Linked DNA regions of Rattus norvegicus: region 2 is linked to region 1. The links are chromatin contacts, called in public Hi-C maps. All regions are on one chromosome and are shown on one strand. Each heading gives the region's core, a stretch centred on a gene start, on an enhancer-like site or on the middle of the called end of the contact. The rest is flanking DNA. Distances are from core to core; before and after follow the strand shown.

What was found. A called contact is a pair of places that touch in the nucleus more often than the background predicts.
Region 2: a contact with region 1 is called in a Hi-C map of hepatocytes, with 1.7 times the contacts expected there. The contact joins the promoter of Itgb5 here to the enhancer-like site in region 1. A contact is called at or near these places in 2 of 12 Hi-C or Micro-C datasets (hepatocytes and liver).

The regions. Positions count from the first base shown.
Region 1 is chr11:80,366,694-80,371,320 of GRCr8, reverse strand. All of the region lies in intron 9 of Itgb5 (integrin subunit beta 5), which reads left to right. Among named protein-coding and RNA genes, the nearest start is that of Umps, 58 kb to the right of the region's middle. Within about 2 kb of position 2,435, at least 46 of the 93 cell types and tissues checked have an H3K27ac peak or open chromatin away from gene starts, as enhancers often do. A contact at or near this core is called in hepatocytes and liver, where this site is marked.
Region 2 is chr11:80,447,810-80,452,257 of GRCr8, reverse strand. Itgb5 (integrin subunit beta 5) reads left to right here and starts at 2,885. Exons shown (of 15, transcript NM_147139.2): 1 at 2,885-3,001. The coding sequence starts at 2,932.

The DNA.
Region 1 (4,627 bases), core at 1,186-3,685:
CTGCAGTCGTGGAGTTTAAAGAGATACTGCGGATGGGGAGATGGTGTAGGTTTGCTGCTAAGCCCGATGATGACCCTGGAACCCACATAGTGGAAGGAAAGAACTGACTCCCACAAACTGTCCTCAGACGTCCACACATGTGCAGTGCCGTGTGCACTCCGTGCCCAAAGTAAATAACAAATGTAAGGGCAAAGCCGAACAGGAAGTTCTGGGAATGGCAGGAGGTCGGCAGCCATAAATAGTAAAAGGACACGTGAGCAAATTCTATAGATCTTATCTGCATGGGATGTGTGGTGCGGTGACACTGGGCTCAGTGGGCAGGCAGATTTATGAATGTGCTTCCTATAAGGGATGGCTTGACAGAGACTTGGACGTATATTGTCGGCCTGTGTTTGTATGTCATGGGCAGGCCTGTTTATCAAATACAGAAAGGTCACAGAGCTGGAGCAAACAGCCTAGCTTGTAAATCAGGGAGGCTAAGATTTAAAAATAGTTTTTAAAACTAGGTTATGATTAATTAGTTAATTATAATTAGTATGTTATATTTAGTTTAGAGTATTAATAAGAGAGAGGGAGTGTGCTCTGATAGTATTTTTGGTTGGTTGTTTTTTACAATAGAATCTCATGTGCGCAGGGAGTTCTGGGCTAACCTGGGCTATATAGTTAGACTCTGTCTAAAAAAAAAAAAACCAAGTGCTAAGGGTGGGTGAGACGGCTCAGCGAGTCAAAGCACTTGTTGCCAAGCCTGATGGACCAGTTCATTCCCTGGGACTCACGGTGTGGAAGGAGAAAACCCACTCTCCAAATTGTCTTCTGATCTGTGCGTTGTGCCATGCCACTGGGCCCCTTACTCCACCCCAGTAAAGACATGTGATATAAAAAGCTTAAGCATCTTATGTGGTGTGCCCACCGGGGCTGTGCCGGCCGGGGCTGTGTTAGCAGAGGATCATTGGGAATGTTTGGTAATGGTACCACTCTTCTCTTCAGGCCACACTGCTTGTGGTAGAGTCTTCTTAGAAGCGAGAGTGACAAGCTATGAATAGGTTAGGAAAAAGCAAGAGAACGGGCCTGTTGAAAATGCCACCTTGAGGCAGAATGGATTGAAAGTCTGTTCATGCTGCCTTAAACACATGTAGGGAAACTGCAAGGATCTTACTTTGGGGTCCTTCACAGAATACAGAGAGGATACATTTTACCCCATGATGGACCGGAAGCAGACTGGACAGTGAGCATTTCTCTGTTCCCCTCTTAGTTTCCTGCGAGGAAGACACTGTTACCTGTGTGACAGACTAGGGAATCTAATACAGAATTACCGAAATGAAAGCACAGAGCCTAAGGCTTCCTGTTCTGTAGCCCGCACCTAACTCCCACGACCCTTCCACCGCATGCATTTCACATGGCAAGGATTGGGACATCGTGGTGATGGGATGCAGGCTTCACCAGAGAGCGGTCCCTCCCTCTGTGTCATTGTCATGGAGTTCACAGCAAATTGGGTGGGGACAGAATAGTGCACTGGTGGGCAGCCAGGGACTCTAGGATGGTAGTAGGCTTGCCCAAGCTCACCCAGATGAACCCTCCCATTGATCATAGCCTTCCTGTCCCAGGGAGCCATAGCCACCTATATGTAGGAACTTACAGTGTGCCCACTTGGTGCTTTACTACTAATTTCTTTTCTTTTCTTTTCTTTTTTATATTTATTTTATATGTGTGTTGAGTGTGGGGGTCATATGACAACTTGCAAAAGTAGGTTCTGTTCCACTGTATGGGACCCCACATTTGGACTCAGGCCCTTAGGCTGGACAGCAAGTGCTTTTACCCACTGAGCCATCTAGCCAGCCCCTGGCTTCTGTCTCTTCCAGCAGCTTTGCAGTTAACTCTAGTTCTCCATGTTAACGCAGTGGCCTCAAAACCTGGGGCTCAAAGAGGAGCCTGAGAAACTGGCCCCAGGTCCCACTGGCAGTGAGCAGCAGGCAGCAGGACCCAAATCACTGATGGTGCCACGGCCCAGTCAGGCACAGTGTAGTCCAAGGCTTGGGGCAGAGTCATTATCGTTTACGCCACAACTCGCTTGTGTACGGCTCTCATTTGTTTGTGTGGGAATCTGATGTCTGGAAATGAGAGAAAAAAAAAAAAAGACTTTAAATGGAAACTTTCCTTGGCATCAGTTGTAACAGGATGGTTTTTAGCACATTCGAAAACATAATAATGACAGTGTTCACACCTCCAAAGTTGCTTTTGGCCCATCTTTGGGATCCAGTAGCCATAGCCCTCTGGAAATTGTAGCAGGTCCTCGGGCAAGCCTCTCCTCGCTGGCCCTTTGTCCTCTCTCTGTCCAAGTATTGTCGCAATGTCCACGGGCCACACACAGTCACATGGCCTCTCTGGCTAGAGCTGTGTGGGGTTTGTTGTCTGGATGTGGACATCGGCACAGAGCCACTCTTTCTCCAGGCCGGGTGTGTCACTGTCCACCAGGGTCATGCAGATCATGAGAGCAGGACTTTCTGGACTGGGTGAAACCGGTGCAATGACATATGAGGTCTGAAGATGAAGAATTTTAAGGGGCGGGTTGGAGTGATGGCTCATGGGTTAAGAGCACTGACTGCTCTTCCAGAGGTCCTGAGTTCAAATCCCAGCAACCACAGGGTGGCTCACAACCATCTGTAATGGGATCAGATGCTCTCTTCTGGTGTGGCTGAAGACAGTTGCAGTGTACTTGCATATATAAAATGAATGAATTTTTTTCTTTAAAGAATTTTAAGGGGCTAGAGAGATAGATTACCGTTAAGGGTGCATACCCAAGTAGAGGACCCAAGTCCAGTCGCTATCACCTATGTTGGGTGGCTTACAACTGCCCATCTTCTGGACTCTGAGAGAACCTGCCTCACATATTACACACCCACACACAGAAGCACATACATACACATAATTCAATTAATTAATTTAGTGTTTTTCAGGGCAAGGTGTCTCTGTCCTGGAACTTGCTTTGTAGGCCAGGCTGGCCTCAAACTCAGAGAGTCACCTGCTTCTGCCTCCTGAGTGCTTGGACTAAAGGTGTGAGCCCATGCCTGACTTACACATAACTTTAAAAAATATATGTATAAAGGTTTAAGATAGTAATAATGAGTGTAAAACTAAGCTCAGGGTCTTCTGAATAGAAATCCAGGAAAGAGAGAAGGGTTGGGAGGAGGGAGAGAGGAAGAGGGGGGGAGGGGGGAGGGAGAGAGAAAGAGAGTCAGAGACAGAGACAGAGTCAAGAGACAGACAGAGACAGACAGAGAGAGAGAGAGAGACAGAGACACAGAGACACAGACAGAGACAGACAGAGAGAGAGAGACAGAGACACAGAGGCACAGACAGAGACAGACAGAGAGAGAGAGAGAGACAGAGACACAGACAGAGACAGACAGAGAGTGACAGAGAGCCCCGTCCTTACTGGTGGCCTCGATTCTTTTTTACTGGGATGTGCTTGTGTTTGGGAGAGTCCTGCACTTCCTCCATTTTGTGAGACAGAGGGAGCACACTTTCAAACAACACCTGTGTGATGCTCCAAAGAGGCCCCTGAAGGCTTGTACTCTTCCCTTCTTCCTCTTGACTGAACTGTAATCTCCCTCGAGTCTGAGTTTTGGCAGCCAGGTGTGCCACCCAGTGCTTAACACGGGGATGTCCCAACTTGCTGGCGACTGTGCTGAGATCTACTGTCCGGTGAATGCTTATGAGCTGGTGTTCTGCTCACCAGGCTGCAGTCCCAGTAGATGGAGTGCTTATACAAGTGGATCTTCCCTGTAGCCAAGGAAGAACGGTCTGGCAAAGAAGAGGAGTAGGCTATTAGAGCTGAGACCCAGAGGGACAGTGGAGTCTCTCCTAGGTGGGAACCCTGGAGAATAAGGCTAGAAGAAGGTGATGAGTGAGATGAATTCGCTAGGGAGTGAAAATCGCCGCCCTTTGTGGCCAGGGAGGGAGAGGTCAGAGAGCTTCGGAGATTGATGGTTGTGGAATTGAGAGGAATAGTTTGGGGACTAAGAAACAATAGCTGGCCCACACTAGTAGGACGTGTGTGTCAAACTTAAGACCCTGGCCACTCCTTGGCAGTAGGCTTCTTTTCTGGGTGTCACAAGTTAGAAAAGATAAGGGATGTGTTAGGGAATGGTGACCAAAGGCTCTGGGTCTCTAGGAAAACAGGAAAGCAGTTCAGCTGTCAGTGGGTACTTCAGGGGACAACAGTGGAGGCTCTTATGGCCAAGGCAGCACTGGAACAGTTGGACTTAGTAGATCTCACTTCCTGTAATAATGGCAGCTTCTTGTGAAGGTGAGGGAGAGGCAAGCGGGGCCTTGTGGTCGTTTCCAAACAGAGGTGGTTTTGTGACTAAGAAACAGGAGACTTGGCAGTAGGTAAAACAAGGATGTCCTGAAAGAGAAGCCATCCTCAAATGAAAGCCTGAAGCCTTGAGTCTGGTGAGATTCCCACTCTAAGTTCTTAGGTGGCCCTCTAAGGACCCCCATCCATTAATCACCAGCCCCGCTGAGTTGACCTACACCCCAGGAGCTTGCATTCTTAAGAACTAACCTTGACACATCAGTACACAAGTGGCTGGCTGTCCAGCTAACATTAGCACCCCACACAAAGGGC
Region 2 (4,448 bases), core at 1,636-4,135, 80 kb before region 1:
TGTTGCTGGTTTTGTTTTTCCAGACAGGGTTTCTGCGGGTAGCCCTGGCTGTCCCGGAACTCACTCTGTTGACCAGGCTGGCCTCAGAGATCAGGCTGCCTTAGCTCCCTGAGTGCTGGGTCATATCCATGAGCACCATACATAGCATGTCTCATAGCCATCCTCTCCAAAAGAACCTTTAGAGAGAGAGAGAGAGAGAGAGAGAGAGAGAGAGAGAGAGAGAGACACTTAGTTTATTTTTATTCTAGTGCGTGGGTATTTGTCTTCATGTATGTCCCTGGGCGGTGTGCGTGCAAATGTCTGTAGAGTTCAAAAGGGGTTGTCAGAACCTCAGACAGGCATGGGCTGTCATGCGGGTGCTGGGAGTTGAACCCTGATCCTCCAGAAGAGAGGCCATTTATTTTCACCACTGAACCCCTAATTATTCTTTTAATGGTAAAAGACACATAATGTAAAATTGATCATTTTAGCCATTTTAAGTGGACCATTCTGTGCCAATATTACTATCTGTTTCTGGAACTTTCCCACTATCCCAACTTGAAACTCTATGCTCACGAATAAACTCTCATTCTCTCTTCCCACAAGCCTGTGGTAACATCTGATTTACTCTTTTCTATCGCTTTGTTGGTTCTAGTCACTTTACACAAGTAGAATGTCTGGGCATGGCAGCACACTCCTGTAATCTTAACACTCAGGAGATGCAGGCAAGAGAATCAAGAATTCAATGTCACTGTGTTCAGCTACAGAGAGTTCAAGGCCAGCTTGGGCTAGATGACTCCCCCCCCCCACCCGCATAGAATTATATAATATTTTTCCCTTTGGGTCTATTTCATGTCAGCAGGGTGTTTTAGATTTTGTAATAAGTGTCAGGATTCCTTTTGTTTTGTTTTCTCTTAATTTTGAGACAGGGTCTCTGCATAGCTCTGTCTGTTCTGGAATTTACTATGTAGACACCCCACCCCCACCCCCAGCCTCAAATTTATAAATATGCCTGTTTTTGCTGGGAATAAAGGTGAGCCACCATGCCCAGGTCCACTCCATTTTAGGATCAAATAGATCATCGTGTGTATCTGACACTTTATTTATCTGTGAGCACTCAGATGAAGGACTCGTGTGTGTGTGTGTGTGTGTGTGTGTGTGTGTAGGGGGGTACAAACCACAAGGCAGAAGTTCTGAATTCGAAAAGGTGCCTCAAACCAGCTTTGATGAAGGTTGGATTGCTCAGGGCTCATGGCTTATGGCAGGTCTGGGCAGGCTGGGGACCCAGAGAACCACCAGCTATGTCAGACAGGAGGGGGCTGGGGACCAGAGAACCACCAGAAAAGACAGGAGGCGGCTGGGGAGAATTAGGGCAAGTTGAATCACAGCTCTTTCCAGGTGCGATTTAGACAAATGGCGGTCTGTGCCAGGCGTGGGACAAAGGGGGATGTTTCTGCAGCTATGAAGTGCTCATTTTGGGGGCAGAGAAGATGGGATATTACGGGCCCTGAACTCGAAGACTGTGCGGCACAGGGAGGCTAATATTGTACTTAAAGCAGCATTCCGCCAGCTTTCAGGACTCAACTCTCCTGCTAGCTGATCCTTCCTACACATCCCTGCCAGACTAACCAACACTTCTCACTATTCAACCTTCCAGTTCAAACTCTTTGATCAGCTCCCATAGCGTAGGACCGCCACCTCTAAGCTGGGATAGGAATAGCCCCAAGGCCAATGCCCCCAAGGGCAGGTAATTCCAAGATCTACCTGGGCTGTTTCTGCAGCATGAATTCTACTGGACCATGGCTGGCAGCAAGTGTGACTTTTAAATCAAAACAAAGCCAAAGATGACAGAGTATGGTAGTTGCATATGGTTTAAGAATGAATTTTTAAGTTTACTCTGTATTGGTTCACTTTCCCCTATGCACTACACTACACTTCTGCCAGTGCCACCGAGTCAGAGTTTGGAAGGTGGGCACAACAAAGCTTGTAAGATCCAAATGCCTTAGGTAGGTTTTGCACCCACACCTCCAAGTCCTGACCTTCCAACTGGTTCCTGACCTGCATTCCTAATTTCTGAAAAACATCCTAGCAGTCCCTTCCTCCAGCGTATTAAACCTCAGTGGCTCAGTTTCCTCACCTAAACAAAGGTAGGGATGTTAGGAGTACTCGAGGGGTGAGGACAAGGACAGACAGCACTTAGCACAGTGCCTGCTCAGCAGGGTGCCCTGGGCTTCACCTGAGCTTCTAGTGTCCTCCCTTGCCCATCCCAAGCGTGGCGTCTTGAGATTGAATATGCCGGCGCCTCTGTCCCTCTCAGGCGAGGCCTGGGCTGGCATGCGCTTGTGGCGTGACGAAATGGCCTGGCAGATCCAAGCCGTATCTTCCCTCGATCCTGAAGTCATAACTGAGATTGCTTTGGTCCAAGTAATCTCTGTAGCCCTAAAGGAGCGTGTCCCGCCCCCTCCCGTAGAGGCCAAGATCCGGGAGGAGACCCTAACTAGAAGTTTCGAACCCGCGATCCCCACAAGTGCGTCAGCTGTGACAGCCACCTGGGCAGCCCAGGACCTAGGCGTGCTGGCGGGTCCCGGCGCAGGGCGGAGCTGGTCCGGCCCGGAGCTCGCCCCGCCCCGTCCCGCCTAGCCGTAAACTGACCGAGTGGCGGCCTGCGGGAGAGAGGGGAGGAGAAAGCAGAGAAGAGTTGGGGGCCGGCAGCAGAGGGAGAAGGGAAGGGGCGCCGAGAGCAGACGCGCGGGGACTCGGCGAGGGTACGTCGTAAACGGTGACTACTCCGGGTGTCCCAGCCGGCCAGCGAGGACGATGGTGGCGGCGGGGCGCGGGCCAGCCCGGCCGCGGGCGCCGTGATCCCGAGCGCAGCGCCCGGCATGCCGCTGCGGTCCCCGGCCTCGGCCCCGCTCCGTCCCCGCCGCGCGCCCCCGCCGAGCGGCGCGCACCATGCCGCGGGTGCCCGCGACCCTCTACGCCTGTCTGCTCGGGCTCTGCGCGCTCGTGCCGCGCCTCGCAGGTAAGCCGCGCCGCCCCGCAGCGCGCTCCGTAACTTTTGCTCTCCCGCGGCCGCTTGCGGGAACCGAGGGTGCAGTGCACCCCTGGGCGCTCCCAGATGGGTCGGCGGGGCGCGGGCTTCGGATCTGCGTGCACTGGCCGGTTCCCTCCCGGGCTGAGGAGGAGCCTTCCCTTCCTGTGTAAACAGCGTGCGTCTGGTGGCCGAGCCCGAGGGCGCTGGGGACTTGGGAGGGAAAGTCTCCCCGCCCGGTGCTGGGGCCCCAGCACTGCGCTCGCCTGCACAAAGCAGCCCTTGTGGCCCGCGGAGAGTGATGTGGGGGCTAAAGTACGGCGGCCGGGTCATCCCGGAGGTCTGTGGATAATGCAACTTTCTCTAAGTTTGCTCTAAACTGAAAGTTGTCGCCACTCTCCGTAAGTCCGAAGTCACGGCCCCACCTGGGACACCACCATCTGATCCTGTTCCTGTACGGTGACTCACAAACACCGCGTCCAGACTGCGGAGGGGCTGCTGGCGCTGCCTTAGCCGGATGCACCCTGGCGGTGATGCTGGAGCCCCCAGCTACCTGCGTTAAGTTTTCAGACTTGGGAAGGGCAGTTAAGTCTCTAGAGCCGTGCGGTGGTGGCGCACGCCTTTAACCCCAGCTTTCGGGGGGAGGGGCAGAGGCAGGCGGATCGAGACCAGCCTGTTCTACAGAGCAAGGTCCGACAGCTAAGGGTATACAGTGAAACCCTGTCTCAAACAAACAAACAAACAAACAAACAAACAAACAAACAACAGTCCCTACAGGAAGCTTGATAGTTGGCGCTGTAGCTGCTAGGGTCAGGAGCTTGTCCTACCTCTCTATACCTACCCACTCAAAGCAGGAGTTTCGGAACGTTCTCCTTCCCGTCGGAAGTAATTGTGTATTGATTAAGGGTGCGTCATTCACTTTCAAGCCTGGAGTATTTGTTTGCCTTTCTGAGCCCAGCGGTTGCCTGGCTGCTTTTGGGGAGACCTCTGTTCCCCTACCGCGTCTTGTTTACATGAAGGAGGTCGAGGTTTCCGTCTGAGAGCTAGGAGCGAGTTGAGGAAACAAAAATGTCGTCCCAGTCCAAACTTAATAGTGTAGCAAGGCTGCTCTTATGGAAAAATAAGTAGATCACTGGGACCCCCCACCCCCAGTCTGGCAACCAGTGTCCATCTTTCCTGTTCCAAAAGGTCCCCAGGGAAACGCAAAGAGATGTAGTTTGAATCACCACCCTCTGGAATATATCCTTGTCAGCCTACCTCACTTCTTCAGGAGAGTGTTTTAGTTTGAAGTTATACTCTTTAGAGTTTGGTGGAAATTTTTTCTTTTAAGAGAGTGTGTGTGTGTGTGTGTGTGTGTGTGTGTGTGTGTGTGTGTGTGATGGTGATGGTGTTTTTTAAATTTAAATTTTTGTCAGAATAAACACTCAGCAACCTTACC